Linked DNA regions of Zea mays: regions 1, 2 and 3 are each linked to region 4. A link is a contact called in public Hi-C data. All regions are on one chromosome and are shown on one strand. Each heading gives the region's core, a stretch centred on a gene start, on an enhancer-like site or on the middle of the called end of the contact. The rest is flanking DNA. Distances are from core to core; before and after follow the strand shown. Region 1 holds the start of LOC100382217 (peptidoglycan-binding LysM domain-containing protein). Region 2 holds the start of LOC542668 (outer cell layer 2). Region 3 holds the start of LOC103641956 (cytochrome P450 87A3). Region 4 holds the start of LOC103641953 (F-box protein PP2-A13).

Region 1 (3,143 bases), core at 480-2,979, 230 kb before region 4:
CGATCATCTTTCAGGGAAGAATGCTAAACCAGTTCGAGTGAAGGTTGCGGATTATATACGAATGTTCTTGAGTGCAATAGCGTTCAGCCATGTAAAATGGGTAGCCACAGAATCGTTCTGGAGAAATCATATCACGGCTTCGCTGTTGATCAAAATCAAAAGTAGGAATACCCACCCCGTTAGCCCTTCCTTTTTCTCTGATGGCACAAGTTTTGGACAGACATCTATGTGATGCTTCATGGGACTTGTACCAGCCCTATTATACCAGTCACAAGCAGTAGTGAGCAGAGCAGTTTGGCAGTTCGGCCCATGCAATAGATAAGCCCATGCAAAATCACGCATTTACGAGTTTAGATACTACACTCTCGAACCCATATTTAGTGCTGAAAATTTGGTCGGTTTGGTCCGATCCGGCCTGAGTCCATCATTCCGGCCGGAGTCTCTCATGCTTCCGTCGGACCGAGAAGGCTCAAAAATTGAGCCCTATCCTTACCTTAGTAGGTAAAAACTCATCAGGTTTAGGCCATCTCTATTGCTACAAAGCAGTAAGCCATTCTTGGTCACACGAAAAGCACTTGTCACCTTGATGATACATAAAGGTGCACATACGATTTCCCCAGGTTTGAAACTAACCACTAGTAAGGTCCTGTTCATTTAATATGGATTAGCTGGAATAGTTGATGGTCTCAGAAGGGAAAGGCACCGCACGAGTGTGCCCAGATTTTTGGCCAACGGCATGCATGATTACTAAACCTCGTTGCATCGATATCCAAATCCTAAAGCCCGAGCAAAACTCGGCACACAAAAAGAGAATGCGTGAACTGCACAGCAAGGGAGAGTACGGAAAGTATACTTTCTTAACAAGTTAGTATTATGCACAGCTTATCTTTTTCCCATCTCCAAGAAGGTTGTCAAGATCGCAAGGACCAGTTTTGGAGCAAAGTGTAAAACCAAAAAAAAAAGGACCGAAGGAAACGAAGAACGCAAGGACCCTTTTGCGTCCATGTCCATCTCTGGCGTGGCGTGGCGCGCGCTACGCTACCCGTGCATGCAGTGCAGCAGCAGGTGCAGTGCAGTGCAGCAGAAACAGAACACGCGGCGGCGCCCCGACCCACGAGCGTCGGCTGTGAAGAGCAGAGAGCGGCGCTGGCTAGGTGTTCCTGGTGGGGCAGAGCGCGATGACGAGCCCCGGGAAGACGTCGTCGGGGTCGTGTATGTGCGGGTTGCGCTCCACGATGAAGGGGTCCCCGCACCGGTCGCTGATGCTGTGCAGCGTCTCGCCTTCCCCGACCACGTACACCTCCTCGCACGGCCGCGCCGCGGGGCCGCCCAGGCGCGGGCCCCGGAGCGCACGGTAGGCGCCGCCGCCGTCGCCGTCGCCGACGCCGTCGGTCTCGGCGCGGAGCGCGCCCAGCAGCACGAGCGCCACGAGCGCCACCGCGCACCACCACGAGGCCGCGTCCGCGAGCCGCGCGGCCGTCGCGCACAGCTCCGCCGCGCCGCCGCAGCGGCGCCGCCTGCTGCTCGCCTCCGCCTCGGCCATACAGGGGCGCCTTCCTGCCTGCTTTGGACTTTGGAAGTTGCGCTTGGCTTCGGGGGGCGAGCCGCCGGCGAGGGATTGATTTATCGAGCGCAGACAGAAGAAGAGAGCGGTGTGTGGCTTCTGGTTCTGGGCACGGACGTGGCGGTTTGGATTGGCGGACTTTCGGTGGCGGTTCGTTGAACGTGGGAGCCCCGCCCCCACACGAGCCTAACGCGCGCAGGCAGAGATAGAATGGTGTACTAGGACGGTTAGGCCCCGAGCGAGTAGTACGGTACCGTGTGCTAATTGCTGCGGGGGGCAGAGACGACGGGATGAATAGTCACGTCCGTTCCAAGTACAAGGTTGTTCAATGGTTACTAGGAACAGAACATGTTCAATGCAGCAGTTGAAAGAGTCGGCAACGGCCGATTGCAAATGATCTACTATGCATGATGAGTGTAGTGCTGAATTTTTCTCCTTTGCTTGATACCGAAGTATAGTTCAACAGTATTAAGTGGACGCCGCGGTGTCCGCTGGCCGTGCGACGTGGGAGGGGGAGTATTTAGGTTTGGGGCAAAGGGGGTGGGGGGGGGGGGGGGGGGGGGGGGGGGGGGTAGGGGACCTAAACACAGCACAAGCACTCAGCGTACCATTCGGTTAGGTTCTGTACGTATTCTCGTAGTCTCACACACACGTGTGGCGGTTGCGAACAGTTTGTGTGGCCGTCTTTACACGCGAGCCCAGGCGGCCCCGTCTCCGTCTCCTCTCCCTTGACGAGCGCCGTGCAAGAATCTACCCAAATCGTGGCCAGAATTGGCAAGGCATCCCGGGCATCCGTCGGGCGATGGGTGGGACTGGGAGCCAACCGGCATCGAGCCAACTCGTGTGGCCAAGCACGTTTCTGATGCGCCTCGCGCCCACGGCAACAGTTCAGTTCACCTAATAATCCTTATTCTTTGCAGCGTTTCCTGGCGTCAGCTTCCAGTTGTTTTCGCCCCCTTGTTGGCTTGGCGTGTCGTGGCCTCGGTCAATGCAGATGCAGCGCTGGAGAACAAACAAATCGCTGTTGGCTTGGCCCAAACCCTCCGAGACGGCATGGCATTCGCATGGCATGGCATGGGACTATGGGAGATAGCCAGAGAGACACCGGACGCGATGCGACATGATGTGGACGACAGGCAGGGATCGGCGCCGTGCCCGCCGTCCGCACTCTCGGCGTGCGTCTCGGCGAGGTCCGCGCTCCGGTCAGCGTCGACAGTGAGTACCGATGCCGAGGCTTGGCTGACAGCAACGTGTGGAGCTGGAGTCCAGTGATGCGCTCAGCGCTCGCGGCTCCCTGCACCGCGTATACGTTACGGGTAGGTAGGTTAGAATAGAACGCACATCCCCGGCCGGAACCTAAACCTGAACAAACCGCGACTTGTACTTCTTCTCAGGGATTCAGAGCTTCAGATGCCGGTAGCCTGTATTGCTGTATCCGGACGGCCTCTCACCCAACTCTCAACAAGAAACAGGTGGATCTGGACGTTTCATGAGCCGGCCGAAAAGGAGCCCCCACAAACACAAAGACGATGATTAATCAGCTGCAACAGAGGCTCTGTTTGGGCCAGCGATTACCACA
Region 2 (2,804 bases), core at 30-2,529, 210 kb after region 4:
CAAACGCAGGCGAACACATCATTCTTTCACCCGTCTGTGCGTCCACGCGCGCGCGAGTACTACGCGACACACCGCCCGCCCCCGCATTCCGCATTCTTCTCCTGGACTGGATTGCACACTGCACCGCTTTTGGGTCTTGGCTCTTTTATCTGACGTTGACTTCCCTTCCCCTTCTATTCTACACCTTGTGTGTCTAAGCTGCAGATCCTCATCTCGTCTCTTTGGCAAATTTATACACGGTGCTGCTTAGTTATTTATTAGAAAAAAAGAGGTACTTACTCGGTATAAAAAGAATGTGATTGTAGATCTAAACCAAATCATTTTTTTATAAATCTAGCTAAAGTTTATACAGAGCACTATCAACATTTATATTAGATTTACTATAGAATATATTCAATGATTAATCTAACAGTAGTTATTGAGTATCATAAATGCTAATATTTTATACCCTCTTCGTTCATAAATATATGACATCGTTGATTTTTTTAAAAAACTTTGACCACTCGTCTTATTCAAAAATAATAATGATGAGTCATCGTCTATTTTTTTGATTTGTTTAAGGTATTTTATACTTGATTTAAAATTTTACATTTTTAAATAAATATATTTAATAAGACGAGTGGTCGAAGTTTTCGAACAAAAATTTAATAGTAAACGGAGGTAGCACTCTATAATCTAAGTAGGTAGTTATTGGGTAGTAGGTATCATTGTCGTCTCTACTCCCTCCATATGGGGGGAGAGAAGAAACTCTCTCCATATATGGTGTGAGTTCTAATCTACTCTCATTCTTTAATTACTTTATTTCTTTACAATATTAACCATTCTAAGTATCGTAACCTAATAACAATGTGAATTATGGTAGTACAAATAGACTATGATTTTTTAAACTTCCAAAACTGATGAAAAAAATGTTAAATAGCTGAATTATAGTATATAGTGGAGCTCGATAGAGTGAATAGTTGAAGAAGTCCTGGTGTCATAAAATATAATACTCTCTGCGCCTAAAATAGTAGTCGTTTTAACTTTAGATTTTTATTTCCATGTTCATATGAATGATTATAAATGTATATATATATATACACACGATACATATATTAAGTATTATATGAATCTAGTAAAAAGGTAAAACGAATTTTAATTTGTGTCAGAGATAGTAGAAAGTAAGGGCTTCTTTGGAACACAAGAATTTTACAGTAATGGTATAAGAATTTTAAAAACATAGGAAAATTTTCTTTTATTTCAAAAGAGGAGCCTTGTGGGGGAAACGTGAGGGAATGGTTGGAGATGGCAAATGCCGCTTGTGTGGGCGGAAGCTTTTTGGGAGTAGAAAAGGGAAAGCCTGCCACTGTCAGCAACCTAGGCGCTCCTGCAGTCCTGCTGCTGGTTCTTGCCTGTCTCCCGCTTGTTCTCCCTAGTTCCGACCCGAAGCAGGGAATGAGCTTCGGCGATCTCGACGGCGGCGGGTCCGCGGCCGGCTTGCAGTACCCGTACGGCGCCTTCGCGTCATCGCCGGTCCTCTCGCTCACCGTGGTACGAACTACACACGCGCACGCACGGCATTTTCTGTGGTTGGGCGATGCGGGACGAATTTCGTGTGGTTGAGTGATTCGGGAATGCGTTCGTGTTCTGTGGTTGATTACAGGTGGACGCCAGGCGCCGCCGCGGCGGCGGCGGGAACGCGAAGGACGCGTCGGAGGCGGAGAACGAGGGACAGTCGATGATGAGCGGACACCTCGACGTCGTCCTGTCTGGCGGCGGCGATGGCGAGGACGGCGAGGCCGCGAACCAGCGCAAGCCCAAGCGCAAGAAGCCGTACAACCGCCACACGCCGCGGCAGATCGAACAGCTCGAAGCGTGAGCGCCCCCGCGTGGTTCGATTCGTCGTGTTTTCTTGAACTTGCGTGAAGGCCCGCGCTCACGCGTCGATCGTTGTGCCGCAGGATGTTCAAGGAATTCCACCACCCGGACGAGAAGCAGCGCGCGCAGCTGAGCAGGCAGCTGGGCCTGGACCCGCGGCAGGTCAAGTTCTGGTTCCAGAACCGGCGCACGCATTTGAAGGTGAGCGACCGGGCAAACCCAGCTCTTTGAGGTGCGCCATTGGTTCGTGCCGTTTGGTGCAGTGCTTGACATGGCTTTCGCTTTTGCATGGTCCTGAACTTGGCAAGAACCAACTGGAGCGGCAGGAGAACGCGAGGCTGAAACACGAGAACGACAAACTGCGCGTCGAGAACCTGTCCATCCGGGAGGCCATAAGGGACCTGGTGTGCAGCTGCTGTGGCGGTCCAGCGGTGCTCGGGGAGCTGTCGCCCGAAGAGCACCAGCTGCGCCTCGAGAATGCGAGGCTCAGGGACGAGCTCGCTCGAGTCTGCACCGTCACTTCCAAGTTCATTGGCAAGCCCATGTCTCACATGGAACTGCTGCTCGCGAAGGAGCCGCATCCTATGACAGGCTCGTCACTGGAACTTGCAGTTGCTGTTGGTGTTGGTTCCAGCGTGCCATCGAGCAAAATGCCTGTCTCGACGATCTCCGAGTTGGCCGGCAGCACATCCAGCTCAACGGGAACAGTGACCACGCCCATGGTGACTGCATCCTTGCCGATGGTTAGCATTGACAAGTCCAAGTTCGCCCAGCTTGCAGTGAGTGCGATGAATGAGCTTGTCAAGATGGCGCGGATGAATGAACCGCTGTGGATTCCAACCATTCCCTCACCTGGCTCACCAATCATGGAGACTCTAAACTTTAAAGAGTACTTGAAGGCATTCTCACCATGTGTTGGAGTGAAGCCTACTGGGTTTGTGTCTGAG
Region 3 (3,115 bases), core at 587-3,086, 130 kb after region 4:
TCTCCACAGTCCACAGACACCCCAAAAGCTGGCCCTCTTGTAGACCGCGTTTCTCCCTATTTCTCGTACCTAAATCTAAATCAAATGACCACATTCTCTTTTCTAGCTACCTTGTATGGTTGTTGCCGGCAGCTTACTCCTCCTATCCTCTATCACACCCTCTATTTCAAATTTCAATATATAAACAATACAATCTACAGTCTACAGTGCAGAATAGTGTTTTGTGTGACGACCATTTACACTATCTGCTAGAGACATATTATAGTTTATTCTAATCTAACCCTTGTTGTCTTTATTAGCCATTTTTTTGAAAGGGAAAGGCAAAAACTGACACCAAAACCATTGCATCGGTTATTCTATTGACTGCCTTTATTTCTTATCTACCGTAGCGTTTCAACGCAGGGTCATTCTAGCTAGGGTCATTCTCTAATCATTGTTTGGTATTATAATCTATCCAATACATTTTAAACTAAATAGATCGAAAAATATATGTATAGTTTTAACAGATTATAACCAAAACAAACACCCCAAGTCTACACTCTATATAGCAAACTAGCAGGAGCAACTGAGCAAGTGCATACGCTTCCGACTTGGATCCTATTCTTCAGGCTATATTTTAATACCAGAGGCGAAGGCCAAGCCCTGTTTCGCTGTTGGTCATGTTACCTTTGGGTCCTTGGAGCCACTTGTGCGGTACGCGTGCGACCCGGCTGTCCCATACGGAGCCAAGCCAAATGATCTGTACCGGAAGGCATGCGGCCAGGAGCCCGTACGCGTATTGCGAGCTGCATTATTTTGCTGCTTTTCCTCGTGCTTGGAAACTGCATGGCGCGTGCGCTCCAACAGGCAACAGGGCCCGGACAAAGGCAGCGCAAATACGAGCGTTTTGTGACGCTTTTGCCAACAAGCACCGCAGCAGCCTACTACACGGGAGGAAAAAGTGCCCGAAATTATGTGATGCTAATAAATTTGTCTCTTCGTTTCTTTAGCTTTTAGAATCAAACTATAGTTAATACTTTCAATTGATATTTAAACATTTAATAAGACACGGACTAAACTCTAGTCAGAGAACCAAACACCACATTCCTCCACTCTACGCTGCAAAAAGTTGAGACAGCGCTATCACGAAATGGCGCGTTCCAGCTGTTCCCTGCGTCTTTTTTTTTCTTCGCGAGCCATCCATCCTCTTGATACATGCAGAGCCCTTCGTGCTGGAAACGGATTCACGGTAGATAGACTGGACACCTGGATGGAAAAATGGCAACGGAAGAGCACAACCAGGCAGTTGTGCGTCGAATCTATTTGACACATCCTCTGACGGATGTATATACGCGCCAAGTGCAGCGTCCCTTCTCGGGACCGTGTTTCCAAGAAGATTCAGAAAAGCTAGATTTTATCTGATAATTCCTTTTTTTTGTTTCAGTGCTGGATTCAGGCTATTTAACTATAAATGACAAGAAGATTCAGAAACTGGATTGATCTGAGATGAGAAGAAAAGAATCCAAAGATAGATCGCGAAAAACAAAAAGTGCAGCTATTGACTGTACTGTAGTCTGTACATCAAGTGCGCACGGCCGCCGGAGACGAGGGGGGGGGGAGGATTGGCGTGTGCCGGTGAATATACAGCTCGGTTCGTTTTGTGGCATGCACGTAGGCCACGAATCACAAAAACTGTGGCTTTTCTGTTCCTTGTGCTTAAAGCTCACATATGTTTGTTTGACTGATGACTAATTGACCATTGAGAGCTCCGAAGCAAGTGCGCAGCGTATGGATGGAGTATTTTGCAGACAAGAACTTTGCGCATTAATTCACTTCAAACCGCATCAGTAGACAGTCAGTACGGTGTGGCTGCGAGAAGCAGAGGCTGGATGGAATATGGTGCTCCCTCCGATGGAAATGGAATGAAACACGGTGCAGTTGCCCTGCCCATTCCCTGTGCATAAACAATGGCATCCCCCGGGGCACAGAGAGTGATGGCAGACCAATCCATTGTCCGGAGACATGCCGGGCAAGACTTTGCTGTTCTACCCTGTAATCCTAGCCAGCTTCTCGACAGCCACAGAGAAAGGAAGGTGTCCTTGGACTGGTATGTAACTACACTTCTTGTCCCTTGCATGGTGTGCTTCCAAACTCCCAAGTAGTCTAATGGTAGACGGCTAAACCTCATGGTAGATCAACTGCTCTGCGGTTTTGTTTTCATTTCTCTGTTCAAAGGTTCTTAGAATAATTAAATTGGAAGCGCATTATCCGCCAAATAATATTCTGCTTTGTTATTTTAGGGCTACTTGAAGTGTTTTTTTTTCTTTTTTAATGAGTCAAACACAAATATTCTGCTTGTTTTAGGGCTTCTTTGGAAGGACTTTACTTTAAGAATTTCAACTTCGATTTTCCAGCTTCACCATAATTAAATTGGAAGCGCATTATCTGCCAAATAATATTCTGCTTGTTTTAGGACTATTTGAAGCGTTTTTTTTTCTTTTTTAATGAGTGAAACACAAATCTTATGCTTGTTTTAGGGTTTCTTTGGGAGGACTTTATTTCAATAATTTCAACTTCGAGTTTTCAGCTTCACTGTAAGTTTCAACAAATTGTTGAGGTGAGTTCGAGAAGTGTTTGGCTTACGCATGAACACCAGCTTCTATAATACAATTGATTTGTGTGAGTTTACTTATTAATTACCCTTGATGATTAGTGGGGTGTCACGAGAGAACCGAGCGTTATATTGTGTAACCGGTGATATAGTGAGTTTTTTTTGTGCAACTTTACGAGTAGACATGAAAACAATGTCTGTGAAGCACCACCAGAGAGGCTTCATGAATTTCATGAGGCTCATCCCTAGTTTTAATTTTTTTTCCAAAGCTAGAGCTCTTAGAATTAGACCTGTTTGGATAGAAGAAGCTGTAACGAACTCAATTTTTTTTTGAAGTGAAACCCTCCCAGACATGCCCTTGATCCACTGGGTAACTACCATATTTTTTTGTTGTATATATTTTTTAAAAAAAGAATATATGGTTTAGTGAAAGAAATAAATGTATTCGTTATCATGATGAAATATTGAGCGGATTTTATTCAAAAGCTATAGAAGACTATAACAGGATGTATATAAGCCATCTCA
Region 4 (2,884 bases), core at 18-2,517:
AGAAGTATGCTGTATGCGCCGGATGCCTTGCTGACTCTGACCTGGTGGTGGCCGTATAAAAATAGCGCGCTTTTTAGGTAGATCAGATGGGTTCTGCCTCTCTGGACAAGGAAACTGGCTCAAGTGGATATTGTCGCTGTGGGAGATCATGGCCATGTCGTCCGCTGTTTTGGCTAAAGATCATCAGTAGCAGCGAGGTGCGTGGCGATGGAGGGAGTTGGGGGACAATCAGTTCGGCGTCGCCTGGATTTGCTGTCATTGTGGCTCTGGTATCTGTATCTCGGCTACATGAAGTGCTTCGTATGTACAGTAGTGCCCGTAGTGCGGTGGCAAGTAGCCAAGTACCATGGATAATCCTTAAAAATATCATGGATAATCCTTACAACCACAGATGGGCATGCCACAACACTGTAATTCGATTCGATAGCAGTGAAAATTCCTGGCAGGCAGGGCCAGACCGAAAGCAACAGCGTATCAGAAGCAGGTGTCCACGCCGGTCGGCATGTCTGCCAGGATCAACAACTCATCGGCTGCACTTTCCTTCCACAGCAAATCTAGCTGCCCTTTTGCAACCAGAAGGGCCCAAACCAAACCAATCAAGATCTCGTCACGGAAAAGAAGAGCTAGCACGAAAGCGAGACGCCTCTGATTGCACGGGGTAGATTCTAAAACTTCACTGGCCGCGTCGTTGTCGACACACAGAGAGGAGATGTCGCGCGCGTTTCGCATCAATCATCTGCAGGGCTGCAGACTAGCGACGAGGCCCGCCAGGGGTTCTGATGCCAACGCCACCAGCTAGCTAGCGCCGAGGCCTGGAACGATCGGTTCCGGACAGCGAGACGCTTGTGCTCGTTCAGGGTGGCCAGCAAGGGCCGGGCAGGTGGCGCTCTGGAAGGGGAGAATGCAGGCAGGTCCGCCGCAAGTGGCTTGTTCTTCTTCTCCGCTGGATGGATCACGACGGCACGGGGTCGCTAATCGGCATCGTTTGCCATGGGGAACTGATAGGTGATAAGGCTGGAGCAGCGTACACGCGTGACGCGTGCGTGCGGCCGGCCGCATGCGTCCGTCGACCGGCTGCCATACGAATGCTTGGTGCCAACTTCTCTTCGAATTGAGTTCTCTTACCTTTCGGATAAGTCTCGGCCCATTTTTTTTCGTGTGCAATTGAGTTCTTGTTTAATTTGGCACATGGCCATGTTTATTAGTATGTCTTGCCATGCATGTGAATATAAGCATTTTTGGGGCAGCTAATTCTAGCTTATGCTTGTAAAGGAATGCAAGGGCGAGAGTTTGCTTAGGCGCGAAATGGTACGTAGCGTAATAGTTAAGGCTTTCGAGTAACATCTTTAGATCCTGAGTTCAATTCTACCTTAGGGTGATTTTTTGGCTTGACTAAAAAAATCCCCTTCATTGTATCTTGCCTGTTCACGAGTTACGTCATGCGCACTATCCTTCGATCGTTGCAGATTCGACTGTTGCAGATTGGACGGTGACGACCAGCTAGCGATAAGGGTTCAGAGGTTATCGTCCAAAAACATACTTCACTCATCGGCCGAGTGTTTGATTAGGCAGAGAATTAGAGCGAGTGTTTGTTTAGGTAGAGAATTAGAGAAAGGCATCTCTCTTCCTTCCCCTCTCCCACACTCCACGTTTGGCATCGCCAAGACAATACCTCAGGCCCCATATGCTGGTCTAATCATGCGTGACCACGCAGCTTAGGCCAGTGGACGTGGATCCATGTCAGCACCGAGGGACCCAGTCCCCTGTGGGCCTGTCTGTGGCAGCTCTATCCACTTCCCCGTGATGGCTTTATTTTACACTCCCACCGCACGACCACTCAATTTGACTTTGGTTGTAGCCTTGGAGGTGCTGGTCAGTTGCATAGTCATGGCTAATTCTATTTTCGGCTTTAAACTAATGGAATGATTTTCCTCACCACCTGTCTAAGACCCTATTTGTTTTGACTCGAGATTATATAATTCATATTAAATAAGTTAAGAGACAAACAAACAACACATATTATTAGTTGGACTATATAATATAGATACCTAGACTACGATAAGCCATAAATATGTCACTATATAATTATATAATCTACAAGCCAGATTATATAATCTCGGAATAAAACGAACGGGGCCTAATCCTCTTAAACAGAATATATAAGCGGTAACAAAATTCGAGGAATGAAAAGTCATAAAAAAATATCCGATGTGATCAATGTATTTTGATTAAAAGACAACAAACATAAGTAGAGATATAAAGATCATGCCTCAGACCACGAACTGGTTGGCCCTAGGCCTATATCCGCCACCTGATTAGGAGAGAGTGTTGCGAAACATGTGGCTATTTAAATAGACACATCTTCAAAATCTCTCTCTCTCTCAAAAGATATCTCTTTACAAGTGATGATTGTATCGAAATTAATAGGCATTATAGCAACTATCTTAGACAGTTGATATGATACGGTCACCAAAGAGACATGTTATTTGGAACAGAGGATGAGAATGATGTACTTTGGAACGGAGGATGAGAATGGTTGTCTTGTTATTTTGTACTCTCTCCGTTCTTTTCTATTTGTCGTGTTTTAGTTAAAATTGAACTAGCGGACCACAAATATTCGAAAATAGACCCAGACACGCTTTTACCACGCAACTTCGCTTTAACAATTTCCTTATTGCGAGACAGCAAAAAAGAATTGCAAGAGCGGTTGCTGCCTTGCTGCAACAAAACCAATCACTGTTTTGTTGAGAAACTGCTGCAGCAATCACTTGAGCGGGTCTTGCGTATTCAGCCCAGGTGCATCATCCGTGCATCTCGGTTCGCAGGCCATGCATTGCGGGGCAGCCCATACCGCAATCCGAGCGTACGCAAGTAATAGCCTGCA

What was found. Hi-C and Micro-C count contacts between places; a contact is called where the count stands out from the background.
Region 1: a contact with region 4 is called in a Hi-C map of leaf, with 8 times the contacts expected there. The contact joins the promoter of LOC100382217 here to the promoter of LOC103641953 in region 4. A contact is called at or near these places in 8 of 25 Hi-C or Micro-C datasets (bundle sheath, ear, endosperm and 3 more) and 1 of 3 datasets of contacts at active chromatin or transcription factors (leaf).
Region 2: a Hi-C map of endosperm shows a contact between it and region 4, with 1.7 times the contacts expected there. The contact joins the promoter of LOC542668 here to the promoter of LOC103641953 in region 4. A contact is called at or near these places in 2 of 25 Hi-C or Micro-C datasets (endosperm and tassel).
Region 3: a contact with region 4 is called in a Hi-C map of leaf, with 9 times the contacts expected there. The contact joins the promoter of LOC103641956 here to the promoter of LOC103641953 in region 4. A contact is called at or near these places in 14 of 25 Hi-C or Micro-C datasets (bundle sheath, ear, endosperm and 5 more).

What each region holds. Positions count from the first base shown.
Region 1 is chr10:139,120,448-139,123,590 of Zm-B73-REFERENCE-NAM-5.0, forward strand. LOC100382217 (peptidoglycan-binding LysM domain-containing protein) reads right to left here and starts at 1,730. Exons shown (of 1, transcript NM_001174974.2): 1 at 857-1,730. The coding sequence starts at 1,543. The coding sequence ends at 1,151.
Region 2 is chr10:139,558,577-139,561,380 of Zm-B73-REFERENCE-NAM-5.0, forward strand. LOC542668 (outer cell layer 2) reads left to right here and starts at 1,280. Exons shown (of 9, transcript NM_001349505.1): 1 at 1,280-1,530; 2 at 1,643-1,854; 3 at 1,941-2,058; 4 at 2,166-2,804. The coding sequence starts at 1,285.
Region 3 is chr10:139,479,238-139,482,352 of Zm-B73-REFERENCE-NAM-5.0, forward strand. It overlaps LOC103641956 (cytochrome P450 87A3), which reads left to right and starts at 1,837. Exons shown (of 9, transcript XM_035963516.1): 1 at 1,837-2,086; 2 at 2,517-3,115.
Region 4 is chr10:139,349,449-139,352,332 of Zm-B73-REFERENCE-NAM-5.0, forward strand. LOC103641953 (F-box protein PP2-A13) reads right to left here and starts at 1,268. Exons shown (of 3, transcript XM_008665252.4): 1 at 1-1,268.